Regions from separate parts of the Mus musculus genome. Here region 2 is linked to region 1. A link is a contact called in public promoter capture Hi-C data. All regions are on one chromosome and are shown on one strand. Each heading gives the region's core, a stretch centred on a gene start, on an enhancer-like site or on the middle of the called end of the contact. The rest is flanking DNA. Distances are from core to core; before and after follow the strand shown. Region 1 holds the start of Cnih3 (cornichon family AMPA receptor auxiliary protein 3). Region 2 overlaps Cnih3 (cornichon family AMPA receptor auxiliary protein 3).

Region 1 (5,106 bases), core at 904-3,403:
AAAATAACTGTGTCTATATAAGTATACATTCATTTTAAATTCATGGTTCCACTTGTTGGAAGGCATACCTGCTTAAGGGAGAAAGCAACTCATTTGACAAGTTATAAATCAAGACAGTAAAATATGTATTTTCTAGGAAATTCTCACATACAGCATCTTAATAATTTATTTAAAATGAGACATCTAAACCCCTTTGATCTTGTGGAGGTGAGAGTAACACCTTAGACAATATATTAAACTTTATCACTCATACTTCAGAAAAATGGTGTCAGTGGGAAACATGCCATGGGAATCCCTTCTACAGACTATGCTCATGTCTGCTACAAAGAAAGTCTGGCATTCCAGCCAAGATCTCAGAAACATCTCGGAATGCTTTTTCATTAGTGTCTATTCAGTGTTTAAAGTAAAGAGTTTCCAGACTTAGAAAGACAAACATTGCATGTTCTCTCTCATAGTGGGACCTAGCACCAAATCTTGAGATTTGTGTACTTGGAGAGTCTGTAGAATTTAGGGGTGTCTCAGAGACCAGCAAAGAACAAGGGATATTGTCATTTGCTCCAGGTTGCCCACCAGAACTTGATGATAAGGTTCTATTGCAGAAGACAGGAGATGGAGAAATCAAGCTAGCATTGATTAGGGAGTTTCCTCTCTGCTTTCTACCTTTCATAGTACCACAAGGAGCTATGCAGGCTTCTGAGTGTATGTGTGGCTCATCAACAGTCTTAACCAGCTGTGAACCCAATGAATCTGAGTAATGACAATGTGGCAAGATATGCCATGGGCACAACAGTGGCATGAATGTTAAAGGGGCAATCAGCTGCTTCCCGACTGGGTTTAAGGTCTTTGAGGAGGAAACTCATGCCTGCTACTATATATCTGGCCCAGAATCCATGGTTGGGGAATTGTTCATGTCCAGAGGACACTCTCTACAATTTTGCTAAATGGAACTAGTATCAAACTGTCCTCTAACTTTGTATCTCTATACCTATAGGTTGGTGCAGCTCTTAGATCTCATGAGGGAAGTTGTTTTGTGCCGTGGAGGGCAGTTAAGGTAAATACATGACCTGTCAAAGTGCAGTGGAGTGCTCAGCCAGCCACAAATGGACAATCATATCACACTCCTTCTCCCTAAGTTTCAGGGACCATCATGGAGAGGTGGCAGAAAAGGGGCCAAAGCCTGTAAGATCCAGAGGTTGGGGAGGATGGGAGCGAAGCATTCTTTTCTGTACATAATCCGATGTTCTGAGGTGCACCTCAGATTCCCGGGGGACTTGCTTGCTACTCGTCTCTCAGGACATTTCTTCTTGCTTCCTGTGCTGACTCATCTGAAATCCAAGTTCTATCTGCAGGGTTGGATTTTTTTTTTTTTTATTGAGCAATTATGATACAATTTTTTAAGATGCTTAACCTCTGTGACAGAGGTCCCTACATTTACGGATTGACTGGGTACCAATTGCTCCCTGCTAGGTCCTGTTGGGTTTGAAGACACTCAATTGCTATTCAGGTTTTATTTAAGGAGGCTAAGAAAGTTGGAGGTAGGAGCGAGTCTGCTTTCAACAGTAAGCTCTTAGTAATGTAAGCTCTTAGTAATGCCACAGAGCAACACAGAAACACTTTCTGCACCCTTGCCTTATCCCCTCCTCCCCCACCTCCCACTCCCCACTGACCAGGTTCCAATAATCCCAAGGTCAGATGGAGCAGGATAGTGGAGGATGCGAGGGATGGGCGCTGATTCAGAATCCTATGGGGGGCACAGGGTAGAGCAGTAAAGGCACCCTAGATCAGAAGTAGATTACAGTTTGGGAAATCTGCCTAAGCAGGACCCAACCAACAGGAGCCCTCCACTCCCTCGATCCCTCACTTCCCTGCTCTGGTGTGCTCCAAAGGGCTGGAAGCCTAGGGGCGGCCGACGCGTTGTCGCCATAGCCTTCCGCCTTCCCACTCTCTCCGGGCGCACGTGCTCAAAGAGTCCCTGCCCCTCCCGCCTCCGCGCGCGCGGGGCCGCAAGTTTCCTACGAGAGGCGGGCGAGCACCGCATCTTCTCTCCGCCGCCTCCCTGGCCCCCGCCGCTGCCGCTGCAGTCTCCGCCCGCGGGGAGGGCGCGCTCTGGAGCCGGCGAGGGTGGGGCGCCGCGAGGGAGGGGTCCCAGCGCCGCATTCCTCGCGGCGCCCGCGGCAGCAGCAGAAGCAGCAGCAGCAGCAGGTGGAGCCCCATTCAGCTGCGAGCCGCTCTTGGCCGGAAACCCGCGCCGCAGCCGCCTGGCCGGGAGCTGGCCCTCCAGGCTGGAGCCCACGCCGCCCCGGCCCGACCCAGTTTCCCAGGCACCGGGTTACCGAAGCCGGCGGCCGGGGGACGCGGTTGGGTCCGGGGCCGGATGCATCTCAGTGCGCATAGCTGCGCTGGGAGACCCCAGCCCGGGGCGCAGGGCTAACGGGACCTGGCCCACCTCAAGACTTGTGCTCTGGGGACAGAGCGGCTTTGGGATTCGGAGTCCAGGCACCTGGCCGGAGGCTGTTGAAGTCTGGGTGTCGTGCTCACCCCACCTCTTTGCTTGGGCACCAACAGAGAGAGCTCTTTCCAGAGGACCGGACCTCCTCGCCTGGTCCAGAGTGGAGTCCTCGCACCCGGTGCCTGTTAGTTTCGAGAACCTTTCTAGTTGACACTGGTCTGCAGGTGTTCTCTGCTGGTTAGGTTTCTTCTTCGGCTAGGGGGACTGTTGCTACCAGAGGCATTCTGTGCCTGTGGGCGCTCCAAGTCCCGGGTCTCCAGTCCTGCCAGAATCGTCCGGGCTTCGCTGACCCTCAACTCTGTCTCTGCTTGTCGTGGGTGCTTCTAGTCGTTTGGGTTTTTACCCGGAGTGTGTAGACTAGACATCTTTCTGACTGCTAATTGGGAAGGCACTGGTCTCCAGGGAGCGGCTTTGTGTGTGGTGGGATCCGGGGTCCTCAGCCATGGCCTTCACTTTCGCTGCTTTCTGCTACATGCTGTCCCTGGTGCTCTGCGCTGCGCTCATCTTTTTCGCTATCTGGCACGTGAGTAACCTGCAGAGGCTTCTAACTCTCCTGTACCCCAAAGTCCTCCCTCCCCCCACGCCCACCTCATTTCCTCATTTCACCGGCCTTTTAGACATAGCAGGCGTGGGCGGACCGCGAGGTCAGGCAGAAGTACTTTCTGGGCAGACCTTGTCCATCTCCCCTGTCCCGGGGCAGGAGACACAGTTCTTGGCATCCTGAGACCAGGCGGTACCGCGCCGGGCGCCTACCTGCCTTGGCTGGAGCCAGTGACTGGTGGAGCCTCCCTGCGGGGCACATTCCTGGGCGTGGCAAGGTGTCCCAGCCAGGCCAGGAGTAGTGGCTCAAAACCCCATCTGCTGGGCTTCCGCACCCCACTCCCTTCTCTCCTGCCTGCAGGAGAGAAGAAGCCCTGCCAGTGTCCCAGGCAATTAGTCAAGTAACTATAACAACTAAACATTTAAAATGTCAGCATCTGTGGTGGGTTGCGTTTAGACATAATTGGAGACGAAGTGGAAACACAACCAGAGCGCCTTGTAAGAAAGAGGAAGCAGGGAGAGGCCAGGCAGGAAGGGAGGGAAATCAAGAGAGATGGGAGTGAAGAGAGAAGAGGGACGGAGGAAGACCGGGATAAATAAGGCTCTAGGTGCTGTAGATCTGACCAGGTCCCATCATCCCCAGGGCACGAGCTTCCACTCGCCATGGAGTGCAGACGGGTCCTAGATCGTCAGGTGTGGTGTGTGGAGCTGTGTGGATCGGAGGACTCCTAAAGGGGAGTAAGGAGGAGGACACAGGAGGATCTGATCTCCTGGGGACTGTGTCACATTTCACAAACCCTTGACCCACTAGCTTCCTTCCGAGGCTGCTTATGGGCCCTCTTCTCACTCTGCAAAGGCCGATCAGAAGGGCCAAGGTTCCAGTGATTGACAGGCACCACTAACAACTCAGTCTTGCCCTTCCAGCAGGGTTGGAGGTGATGGAGGGACCCTGAGATGAGCTCCTGGAGGCCTGGCTCTGGGGAGCCTTGGAGAGATTGTGTACAACAGGAGATGACCTAGAAGGAAGAAGACTGAGGCGCAGTTGAGATGCTGATGTTTTGTCTGAGTGGTCTGTAGTGTGAGAGGGTTTATCTTAACATAGTTCCCTGAGTCTCCTGCTCTAAGGGGCCAAGTGACAAGGAGCAGAGGGAACGCGCCTGGGGAGGAGGAAGGGACTTCTAACCACCGGTCCTGAAAAGACCCTGTAGATCACATCTAAGCTTCCGCTTCTTCCTAAGCTTGCATAATCACATATCATTTAGTTTAGGGATATAGAAATAAGAGGGGGGGGGTGTCCGATGTAGGAATTTGAGGGCTAATAGAAAAAGTCAGTTAGATGTGATGGGATTTTGTCCTCTCTGCCCTGGAATAATGGATCTGTTCTACTGCACACAGTTGGACTTTGAGGATGTTGGCAATTATAAAGAAAAGAAAAGGAGAGGAGAGGAGAGGAGAGGAGAGGAGAGGAGAGGAGAGGAGAGGAGAGGAGAGGAGAGGAGAGGAGAGGAGAGGAGAGGAGAGGAGGGGAGGGGAGGGGAGGGGAGAGGAGAGGAAAGGAGAGGAAAGGAGAGGAAAGAGAGAGATTGATTCCTGGATAGGATGAACAGGGATTCCAGGTAGGAAGTGCTCAATCATACAGCAGAGTTCTGCTCCCTTGTTCTAAAGGAACTTTCTCAGCTTCTTCATATTTGCAAAGGCTTATACATTCTTGAAGGCAAATACTTAATTTGGTGTTTCTTCCTGGTTTTGCTTTGCCTGGAGAGTGGGAGGTCCTGAGAGCACCCGTGACTCCTTCAGACTTGATGTTCACTGCACTGGCTCCTGAAGCAGGGTGGGTCACCAGAAAGAAATCTCTTCTTTCCCTCAGTGTGTGTGTGTGTGTGTGTGTGTAGGGATGGGGAGGGATATACAAAACTCTAGGACCAGTTAATAAAGTAGAGAATTTGGACAGTTCAGTTGCACAAGAGACGTCTGAATGACAGTTGCATGTCCTGTGCTGGCCTCTGCCCTCAGCTCTCTTCTCCCAATCTGAGGAGGACAACACAATCAAATCCCAA
Region 2 (5,106 bases), core at 723-3,222, 110 kb after region 1:
CTGAACCCTCTGCCTCGTCTATGGAGTAGCAGGGATCACAGGCCTGTGCCGCCAGGCCTGGCTAGAAAGGTTCCGAGTGTGACCCTGGCCCATATTATTCAGTGATGCTGTGTCACCCCATCCTTTTGTCCATTACTTCTGGGCACACTGGTCTCTCCTTGTCTGTTTCTTCTCAGTTTATACTTCTGTCTTTTATGGGTTACTCCTCTCTAGGCTGCAGAGAACTTATCTGCTTCCCTCAACGCTATCTCAGCAGTGCCCTTCATGGCACATAGTAGGCATCCATGGTGTTTGTTGTCACAGATTGGCCAGGGCTCAGCCCACACACTCACCATCATTTCCCTGAATTGAGAAGAGTGCTTGGTACATAGTAGGTGTTCAGTTAGTGTGGAATAAAAGAATTACAGTGAGTTAGACAGAGTTATTGTCTTAGTTAGAGTTTCCATTACTGTGTAGACATCATGACCAAGACAACTTTTATAAAGGACGGCATTTAATTGGCGGTGGCCTACAGGTTCTGAGGTCCAGTCCATTATCACAGTGGGAAGCATGGCAGTGTCCAGGCAGGCATGGTGCAGGAGGAGCTGAGTGTTCTATATCTTACTCTGAAAGCAAACAGGAGAAGACTGGCATCTTTAGACAGCTGGGGGGAAGCTCTCTTTCCCACCCCCTCAGTGACATACTTCCTCCAACAAGGCCACACCTTCCCCAATAAGGCCACACCTTCCCCAATAAGGCCACACCTCCTAATAGTGCCACTCCATGGGCCAAGCATATTCAAACCACCACAGTTGTCCACAATTAGGCTCAGTCCACAATGGTCAGAGGACTGGCTTTGGAGTTAGAAAGTGGTTGATCTGTTTGAGCTGTACAGCGAGAATCCATCTGTCTAGCTCCAGACCTAGGCAGTGGGGCCTGGGCACATCTGCTGTGTCTGGCTCTAGAAAGGGGGCTTCCCAGCTGTGCAGGGATGGGAGGAAAATAGTCCAGGTTCTTTTATTTGGTTTTGCTCCTAGACAACTTCTTAGAGTCAGGGGTGGGGTCTCTAATGTCAGGAGAGTTGTTTCTTTTTCTAAATAGACAGAGGAGTAGATTGTAGTTCTGGTCAACTTGTCAGCCTTGCAGAATTAGCCTGACATCCTTGTCAGGCCATAGGAATGCAGGTCCCTCCTACTTGGTCACTACTAATCCCATAAGGAGGAGGTTTGGGGACCTATGCCCAGTTAAGATTCACTTATGTCATTTGCCCCGAGGACTGTGTTTATGCAACCCCACTGATATCAGTGACAATGTTCTTCATCCAGACCCTTGGAATTGACACATCATGTAACATCACGGGGGCTTGGGGAGGAGGGGTAAGGATGCAGCCATTCTGTAAGCATGTGGTTGCAGATGGTGGTGTGAAGAATCTTACCCCATAGGCACCTGTAATTGCAGGAAAAGTGATGCGCCACAGTGATCATCCCAGTGAGAGTGCTCATAAGCATCCACAGGGGACATGGGGTGCCATCCTAGCAGACACACTATGGGCTATAGCAAGGCCTCCATGGGTGAACTGGAGACCACAGAGACGGGAATGAGTTGAATCCATAGGCTCCAGACTTGGAAGGGGGCTGATGAAAGCCACAGACTCCTGCTGACATCTGTTTTCCTCTTCTTGTTTGCACCCAGCATGATTTACACCTTAGTGAGCTCCTAACTCAGACCCTGCTGATGGAGAGGCCGAAGCTGGGAACCACTGCGGCTGTGGCTAGAGGAGCACCAGATGGGGATGACGGAGAGACCCAGATGGCAGAGACCGAATGAAAGGAACGGGAGTCATACAGCAGTCAGAGCCATGTTACCCACGTGTGTCTGTTTCTGCCTTCGCATTTCACATCCCACATGGGTTGCAGGGCCCCTCTGAGCATGGGCGTGCCAGCTTGTAGCTGATGAAACACTCAACCTCTGGAGATGCCATTATTACTTCCTTCATCCACTTCACTGAGCAGCAGAACTGTGCGAGTTTCACATGGAGAGCTCGTCTGGATGGTAGAAATGAGGCCAGATGCTGGCAGGTGTCGAACAAGGGACAGAATGGCTCAGGGCCAAGGCCAGATCTTCAGGGATGGCTGAGACCCACAGGGACACCATGGGCTGCCCAAGACTCTTGTCATTTTTTTTCCAGAGCTGTGGTCACATGCTTTGCTCAGTGCAAGGCAGAAAGCTGTGGGGACTGCCCTGAGCCACCTCTCACGTCACTTTTACGCTCTGTGTCCAGGAGCCTGGGCTGTGGCTTCCTGAGCTGGGTGTGGCAGCAAGCCCTGTCCAGTGTGAACTGGGGAGGGGGAGAAAATGGATTTCTAAAAATGTCTGCAACATGTCCCAGGTGTGAGTTCTTCACCCTCCCAAGATGTATTCTGCCACTGTGCCAAAAATTCATCAGAGTCATTACATGCCAATCAGCTGGCTGGCATGAGCCAAAGCAAAAAACAAAACAAAACACCAAACCAAACCAAACCCCTCAAAATAGTGCGAAGCCCAGAAACAGAGAGCTGCTCTGTGTGTGGGTATGGACAGCCAGGAAGTGAGACAACACAATTATCACATCCATTGATGCTTCACGGCCTTTGTGCTCCTCAGTTCAATGTGGGGACATCGCTTATTTAGAAATTTCCACTTGACTTTTGCTCCTTTTTTGGGTGGGAGTTGCAGGACAGGTGTAAATACTGACAAGGCTGAGTTTTTATGATGCTTAAACTGGGCACAATGATTTTAACCTGATTCCCCAAACTGCCTTGCTTTCTACCATTACACACACATACACACACACACACACACACACACACACACACACTATTTATATATGTACTGGTTCCCATCTGAATTCTGTGACTCAGTTTTTTGAATGGTGTTTGTGTAACACATTGTGTGCTATGTTTAAGATGCAGCAACAACTTGAGTGGCTCACCTCATCTCATTTCAACCCACCCCCGGGGTATCCATATGGTTGGCAAACTAGTAGGTAGAAAAGCGTTTTTAAAAAGAAACAGTGTTTCTTAAAAAAAAAAATTACAGAAAACAAAATAGAGAGAAAAAAAAAACTTGCAAGAAAGAAGAAAAACAAAAGGCTGCTTTTCTGAGGGGCCAGCTGTATCAACCACAGCCGGTTCGGGAGAATGCAGTCTAGGAGGACAGGGAGAATGCGGTCTTTCCCTTGGCAGGAGCTCTTACTACTGAGGGTAACTTGTTGAAGCTACACAACCTCAGCTGGGTACCTTTCCCAGGGATGGCTAGTCACATCAACAAACAGTGGAGGTCTGAGTGTCAGGTGCAAAGCTAACACCGTCATCATCTTGAAAAAAAAAGAGAGAGAAAGAAAAGGAAAAGAAAAGAAAGACATGGAGAACATAAGGAAAGGGGTCTTCTTTCCTCTCTTCAGGAATCTCTTTTACACTCCCCTCTTCCAAAACTGCTTAAAGTCGTTTTTGACAGGAGACACCAATATCAGAGATTGTTAATGTGGACTTGGGACATTCGAACCTACAAAGGAGGTCTGTACCATATCCTAACTTCCTGAGTGGTCAATTTAACATCATCCCTCAGCAGTAAATGCTTCATACGGCAGGACTTTACATCTTCTAGACCACTTTCCTAGCACACTGAACCCTCCACTTGGCCCTCTTGTTTTCTGCTTTAAAGTGGGGGAGTTTATAAGGCCTGCCTATGAACCTGGTAGCCGACTTTAAGAGAACATGACCTTTCTGTTCCCACCAAAAGCTTTGACTTTTATGAGGAAAGATTTTAAAGCAGAGAGCTCTAGCTAAGGGACGTGCGTGGTGGTTTAAGGGGATGCGTGTGAGAGATTCTTCCCTTAGTCCTTTGAAATCCTTAAGCATTGCTGATGCCTCTTGGGCAGGTCCTACCTTTATGAAAGAAAAACATTCAAAGCGTTCCCTTGCCATCCGTTGTGATTGGAAAATAAGTCCGGTGATCTCATGGGAGTTAGAGCAAATCCTCGGTTCCCCAGGAGAAGTTCATTTTCTTGATGGTAAAAATAAGCAAGATGGGGCTAGTGGCAGAGCACAGGTGTGTGCCAGGCGCCACAGTCAATGGGAAGAGCTGTTTCCAGATGTGCACAGCTGGTCCGAGGCGGGGCTTTAAAACCATGCAGCTGGACCTATTTCCACAGAGTTTTGCTTGTTTGGCTAACATTCTTTCGTTGTGCAGCTCATTTAAGGAAGGAGGGAGCAAGGCAGGAGAAATGCCTTAAAGTTCCCAGAGCCTCAAGAATCCAAAGGAAGTGTTTTTGTTGAGCAAGTTAGAACCCATCTACTGAACTGGATACTTTAGGGGTATAGCATGTGCCAGTACTGGCCTGGAAGTATGGGCCCTCTTCCCCTGCTGTGGCCCTGTGCTGCATGTGACCTGGATGATGGAGAGTCACAAGGTCACGTTTCCCTTTGCTAAGGTGAGAGAAGAATAACAGGCTCAGCCCCAGCTTGCTATAAGGATGGTGTGACTTCATGTCCGCTGCACCTGGTACTCTAGAGAGGGAACTGTGCCCTGTTCTCTACACTCTACCCAATGCCCCAGCTTCCTGCCAACCACTCGACTGATACACATCTTATTCAGTCCTCACAGTGACACTATGACTGTCTTTAAATGATAGTTGAAAGCTTTGATACAAACCCTACAGAGGTCAAGGACCCCAGCCAAAGTCAACACTTGCCAAGTTGTCAACCTGAGTCATTTTGCTTCTGGGACCTTGATGTTTCTGTATTCTCAAAAGAGCCATGCAGTGCAGGAAGGGTGAGGGGATGTGAAGGAAAAAAGAGTAAGAGAGAATGGAGTGATGATGGACAGGGCAGGGGCTGAGCAGCAGGCCTCCCAGGACTCACAGCAAGTGACCTGGAGGGCCTGGCTGCAATGAGAAAGTCTGGGGCTGGAGAACCGTGTGGTGCTTCATCTTTTCTGAGACGACTTCTCATCTGTCACATGAGGTGTGTACCGCCTCCCACGGCTGTGACAAGTCAACTGTGTCTAGGGAGCTCATAGCAGAGAGCCTGGCTCTACAGTCTTGTCCCAGGAAATCTCATTCCTGGTCCTCCCTGCACTGCTCCTCCC

What was found. Promoter capture Hi-C pulls out the DNA fragments that hold promoters and counts their contacts.
Region 2: a contact with region 1 is called in a promoter capture Hi-C map of hippocampal neurons, with 5 times the contacts expected there. The contact joins the enhancer-like site here to the promoter of Cnih3 in region 1. A contact is called at or near these places in 6 of 39 promoter capture datasets (the 3T3-L1 cell line, 3T3-L1-derived adipocytes, embryonic stem cells and 3 more), 2 of 484 Hi-C or Micro-C datasets (cerebral cortex and cortical neurons), 4 of 115 datasets of contacts at active chromatin or transcription factors (embryonic stem cells, forebrain and neural progenitor cells) and 1 of 9 other capture datasets (macrophages).

Annotation. Positions count from the first base shown.
Region 1 is chr1:181,350,475-181,355,580 of GRCm38.p6, forward strand. Cnih3 (cornichon family AMPA receptor auxiliary protein 3) reads left to right here and starts at 2,154. Exons shown (of 6, transcript NM_001160211.1): 1 at 2,154-3,032. The coding sequence starts at 2,952.
Region 2 is chr1:181,457,554-181,462,659 of GRCm38.p6, forward strand. Cnih3 (cornichon family AMPA receptor auxiliary protein 3) reads left to right here. Exons shown (of 6, transcript NM_001160211.1): 6 at 1,672-3,088. The coding sequence ends at 1,699. Among named protein-coding and RNA genes, the nearest start is that of Ccdc121, 51 kb to the right of the region's middle. Within about 2 kb of position 1,973, at least 16 of the 459 cell types and tissues checked have an H3K27ac peak or open chromatin away from gene starts, as enhancers often do. A contact at or near this core is called in hippocampal neurons, where this site is marked.